Regions from separate parts of the Anas platyrhynchos genome. Here region 2 is linked to region 1. Evidence: chromatin contacts called from public Hi-C data. All regions are on one chromosome and are shown on one strand. The core of a region is the stretch at or near the end of the contact, and the rest is flanking DNA. Distances in the headings are between cores, read along the strand shown.

Region 1 (2,700 bases), core at 77-2,576:
GGAGCCGGCGGCCGACGACGACGAGGAGGAGGAGGAGGAGGAGGAGGAGGAAGGCGGCGCGCTGCCCGGCGCCGCGCCGTGGGGGTGCCCCCCGGCGCCGTGGTGCGGGTGGTGGTGGTGGTGGTGGTGGTAGTGGGGCGCGCCGCCCTGCGCCGCCGCCGCGGCGATCACCGCCGACACCACGGCGGCCGCCGAGCCCATCTCCTCGGCCGGCCCCGAGCCCCCGGAGCCGGCGGCCGCGGCCAGCTGCTGCCCTCTAGCATAGCCATCGAAGGCGCCGGGCAGCGGGTGGTGGCTGCTGTTGATGAGCGCCTCCACCGCGTCCTCCGGGCTGAAGCCCAGCGCCTCGGGGTTGAGCTGCTGCGGGTAGCCCGTCATCCAGTAGTAGTCTTCCAGGTGGCCCTTCTGGTCGCTGCCGGAGCCGGGGCTGGGCGCCGAGAAGCTGGGGGACGGGGGCACCGAGCTGCAGGGCGTGCTCATCGGGGTGGAGGAGAGCGAGCCCCCGGCGATCAAGCGGCCGCACTGGCTGATAATGCGGTCGGTCTCCACCGGCTCCTTTTTCACTTCAAACTTCATCAGATCGAAGTCATTAACATATTCCATGGCCAGGGGACTGGTGGGCAGGTCGGAGCCGCTCATTGCCAGTTCTGATGCCATCCTTTTGCTGCTGACAGTCCTCCAGAAAGGGTGCGCTCCGGGAGCGAGGGGACTGCTCTGAGTTGCCGCCGGGTGAGCCAGCTTGCTGCCGGGCGAGCTCCGCTCCGCACCGCTCCGCACCGCTCCGCACCCCTCCGCACCGCTCCTCCTGCCGCTGCCTCTCGCCGCAGCCTCGGCTCCGGCTCCGCTCCGCTCCGCCCCGGCCGCTCTCGCTCCGGCTCCGCGTTATCCCTTGCAGAGTCTCCGCTGCTGCTGATGCATCAGAGCGAGGGGCTCTCGCTATTCGCCTTTTGCATAAAGGTTTTTTTTTTTTTTTCCTCCTCTCTCTCTCTCTCCTCTCTCTCTTTTTGCAGCTTGCAAACTGCAGCTGGAAGTGTTAGCTGGTGTTGTTGCGAGTAAATCTCTTTTCTTTTTTTTTTTTTTTTTAGGTTCAGTTTGGTTATTTTTAACACTTCATGGTGCCTTTCCTCTGGGCTTTCTCATGCAAAGTGCAAAGCGAGGAGAGAGGTTCATCGGGGAAAGGAGGAGGGAGAAGAGACCGAAGACAAAAAAAAAATCAAAGTCGATATCGCAACCAAAATAATAACAATCATAAAAAAAAAAAAAAAGGAGAGAGAGAGAAAAAAAAAAAAAAAAACACAACTCAACCCCAAAGCTACGGCAAGAAGATGAAAAATATTTTAAAGGTTTCATCCAGCAGGAGAGTTTAAAAGCATTGCAGAGTTTTATAGCGCTCCTGACGTCAGCCTCCGAATGGCAAATTGGCTGGGCGGGCGGCCCAATGGGCTGCCTGCAGCCGCCGGCATTAGCATAATAGTATAGAAACAAGGAAACTTTTCGGGGCTGTCAATCAGGGCGCAATCAGCTGACTGTCAGCTGGGAGCGCCGTAACCCCTTCCTGCCCGCCCCGTTCACCGGGGACCGGGCACCGGGCTGGGGCCGCTCCTCCCGCCGGGACGCGCCGTCGGGTGCCCGCCCGGCTCCGCTCCGCTCCGCTCCGCGCTGCCTTGCTTTGTCCTGCTTTGTCCTGCTCTGTCCTGCTTTGTCCTGTTCTGTCCTGCTCTGCCCCGGGGTGCGGAGCCCTCGGGTGCTCCTGGCCGGCCGGGCACCCGAGGGCACCGGGGGACTTGGCCCGGGGGCGTGCGGGGACGGCCCGAGGGAGGGGGCTGCTCCGGGGGGCTCCGCGGGGCTCGGCGGTGCTGCCGGGCTCAGCCGGGCTCCAGCCGCTACCTGGTGCCGGTACCGAGACCCCCGGGCCGCCCCCCCGCGGCGGCTCCCCCCTGGGTCTGCCGCTTGCTGCCGGCAGCGATCGTTCCCCGGCCGTCCCCAGCAGAGAGGTCCGAAAGCCCTGCAAGTTTGCAAGCCCCGCTCCCGCCGGCGCTCGGCCGGCCTGGCCGGGCTAATTAACGGAATACATCGCGAAACTAATTGTCTTCTTTTTAGCCTCCCCTCCCGGTGCCCCCCGGCCGGGGCTGGAGGGGGGGGAGCCGTGCGAGCGCGGAGCGGGCTGCACCCGGCGGTGCCGAGCGGCGGCGGAGCGGCTCCGTTCAAACCTCGACAGCGCCATCTCTCGTCGAAAGGTCAGTGCCGAGGCCGTCCCCGGCCGGCGCCGAGCCGCGGGAGCAGAGCCGAGCCGTGCCGGGCCGTGCCGAGCTGTGCCGTGCCGTGCCGTGCCGTCGGGGCTCCGCCGTCGGGGCTGGCCCGGCCCGGCCCGGCTCAGGTCGGCTCGGTTGGGGTCCCTTCTTGGCCCCCCTTGGGCCGGGGAAGCCCGCAGCCTGCCGAGCTGCCAGGCTCGCTTTGTCGAGCGGGCTTTATGGGAATATCGATAGAATTAAAGTTACTTGTAATTCCGTGATAAATGAGATGTCTCTAGTAAGTAAGATTAAGTGCGGTGCTATAAAGTTGTTTATCTGAAAAGTAATTCTCAGAAACCTGACTTCTGACACTTGGTCATATATTAAACCAGCTTCTTGAACATTGTACTTCAAATCCTCCCTTCTCCCCTTGCCCGGTCCCTTCCCCCTCCGAGTTTGCTATTTATAA
Region 2 (2,700 bases), core at 114-2,613, 180 kb before region 1:
CCTCTTTATTCTGATTCCTATCAGCTCATAATTAGTTACCACAGAAAGGACTAAGATGCACATAAATAATCATAAGATGCCAGATAAACTATATCGGTTTTAAATTAGGGTTGTGTGCAGTGTCTTGCTACGTGCTCTCACCTATTATTTTTAATTATAGTTCACAAAGAAAAACAGCTTCTTGCCCTCTTTGCAGCTCTACTGGCACTGTGCTTTCAGTCCAGGCCTTGGAGTACCCCATCCCCTGGGGCGTACCCATCACTGCCTGAACCTTGTGCCCTCCAGCTCCAGGTTTCTGTCAGAGAAATTCAGAGAAATCCATTCTTCCTGTTTGAACATAAGTTCAGCTGGTATTTAAAAAAAAAAAAAAATGGAAGAAGAAAGAAAAAAAGAATCTCTGCTCCACAAAAGCCTCTAATCTACCTGCTCCATTTCTTAAAGCATTATAAGACACGAGAAATGGTTGTTACAGAACAAAAAAAAAAAAAAAAAAAATACTGGAAAGCCTCATGTATCTGCAAAATCAGCCTTCTCTGCCTGCAGCAGGTAAACATTCTTGCGAGGCAATGGTGACAACTGCAACAGTGAAACTGTTGATCAAAGATATACTGGCAGGTTTGGCACAAATCCCGATTGCACTTTGCATTATAGGTCTTAATTGGAGTGCCCAGGTTAATTTTGTACGAGAGGCTTAAAAAACCCAACCAAACAAAATGCATATATGCGTCAGTCTGCACTGCTTATCAAGGTTAGGAAGTGATGGTGCTCAAGGTGTATGGTGTTTTCTGAGTTAGAAGGGAAAAGCAGGATGTTTTTAGGTGCTGCCTTTAAACCTGGCTCACCTTTTCTGTTTTCAAGTGCTAGTGGGGAGACCCTCCTGGCACTGACTCAACATTTTCTTGAAAAGGGGCAAATGAACAGGACCAATTTCTAGACCATCTTTTCCTTTTCTTTTGCTCCAAGAGGAAATGAAAAGAAAAAAGCTCCTCATTAAGCTGTTTAGCAAATAAGTGGCCAGCAGGCAGGGAGGCAGCATCTTCAGCAGAGTTTTAGCTGCGATGCATTCACCAGTGCTCTCCTGAGACGCACAGCTCCGATGGACAGCAGCCAAAACGACAAAGATAAAAATCTATCCGTGTATTTATGCATATATTCACGTAGTTTTTATCTTTTTTTCTTTCTTTCTTTTTCTTTTTTTTTCTTTTCCTCTTTCTTTTTTTTAATTTCAGCAACAAGGAGCTGCCACAACCGTCTACTGCGCCACGGCCGCCGAGCTGGAGGGCCTGGGTGGGATGTACTTCAACAACTGCTGCCGCTGCCTGCCGTCGCCGGAGGCTCGGAACGATGCGACGGCCGCAGCCCTGTGGGAGCTGAGCGAGAGGCTGATCCAAGAGCGAATTGGCAGGCGGTCCCCGTGACGGCAGGGATCAAAACACACTGCGTGCGTGCACGCTCGGAAACTGCCAGCGCTGGAGCCTGTCCAATCTTATCATCTAGAGGGTTTCCATGTACCTCAGATACAGATTAACTAGTGTTAAATGAAATAATAGCAGTCACAACATAGTGAAAAATGTTAAGTACTAATGGGAAATGGGGAATACGACGGGTTAAAGGGACAATGCGGCTTCCTGGGGCTTAGTTAGTCGTGCTTTTCCTTCTTTTGATTGTAGCCAATTCAAAGTGTAACCTAAGCAGGCATCTTTTATGTTATTTCAGAAAAGCAATGCTGCAGATATTTTCTGTTGTTTTGATTAATGGGTAGGTATGTAGCCCAATATGGGATTTCCTCTTTATTTTGATAATTACTGTCTGTTAGGCTTTAGGTATCGATTGGGAGATGGTAGTCTTGTTGATTCCTTTTCCCTACAAGAATTTTATTGGGTGTGGCAAATAAAAAGATTATTAAGGAAAGAAATCTTTCCTGCCCTTGACTGCTGGCTACAAATACATCTGAGCTATCTAGAAAAAGAAAGTGCAAGTAGACATCTGAACAGAAATGGTGAAAATCACAGCTAATTAAATATTTGTTTTGTCTTAAAAGATTACAATAAAAGATATGTTGTAAACCATTCCCTAAATACCATAAAGTTAGCAAAGATGATGTCTCCTAAAGAACACACAGGGTGTAATCAGGGGTTTAAGTGGTATTTCCATCCATTTCTCAGTTCACAGTTTTAAGGAGTTTTTTTTTTTTTTTCTTGGAAAATTCACAGTTTCTCAGTTCTCCTGATACTGTATCCCAATCCAAATCTCTCTATTTTTCTTTCAATTTAAATTTAATAAAACAACATGCTTCCTTGAATATTGTCACCTGAAGAGAAAGTTTTTGTCTCATTTCTGCAAATGTCTTAGTTCATTTATTAATTTTTTTTAGAAAAGAAAACTTGAGGAAAAATAAAGAGCTTCTTGTTGATACCAAGAAAACGCTGTTCTTTTTTTTCTTGTTTCTTTCTGAGTTCATTTTTTTTTATTTTGTGCTTTGTAGCTGTCTTCATGCCGGAATGTTGTCCTAAGCCATCACCAGTCCAGCATCACATTTTCTGCAGACAGAATATAAATAAATAGAAGGAAACATTGTTAATAGAAGCTTATTTGACCCCCTTATTGTATGATTTACTGCTAACAGTCTGCCTTCCACAATTTGTCTTGTCTGGAGTCAGCTGCTGAATAGGTGTCCCAATTGAGGCATGCAGTCACCTG

What was found. Hi-C and Micro-C count contacts between places; a contact is called where the count stands out from the background.
Region 2: a contact with region 1 is called in a Hi-C map of skeletal muscle, with 2.5 times the contacts expected there. The contact joins the enhancer-like site here to the promoter of LOC140003533 in region 1. A contact is called at or near these places in 2 of 8 Hi-C or Micro-C datasets (skeletal muscle and subcutaneous adipose tissue).

What each region holds. Positions count from the first base shown.
Region 1 is chr12:5,945,413-5,948,112 of IASCAAS_PekinDuck_T2T, reverse strand. It overlaps LOC140003533, which reads left to right and starts at 1,326. Exons shown (of 3, transcript XM_072043996.1): 1 at 1,326-1,343; 2 at 1,475-2,237. The coding sequence starts at 1,326. It overlaps MAF (MAF bZIP transcription factor), which reads right to left and starts at 1,489. Exons shown (of 4, transcript XR_005268829.2): 1 at 1-1,489.
Region 2 is chr12:6,123,259-6,125,958 of IASCAAS_PekinDuck_T2T, reverse strand. MAF (MAF bZIP transcription factor) reads right to left here. Exons shown (of 4, transcript XR_005268829.2): 4 at 2,172-2,540. It overlaps WWOX (WW domain containing oxidoreductase), which reads left to right. Exons shown (of 9, transcript XM_005018259.6): 9 at 1,230-2,424. The coding sequence ends at 1,418. Among named protein-coding and RNA genes, the nearest start is that of MAF, 180 kb to the right of the region's middle. Within about 2 kb of position 1,363, at least 3 of the 8 cell types and tissues checked have an H3K27ac peak or open chromatin away from gene starts, as enhancers often do.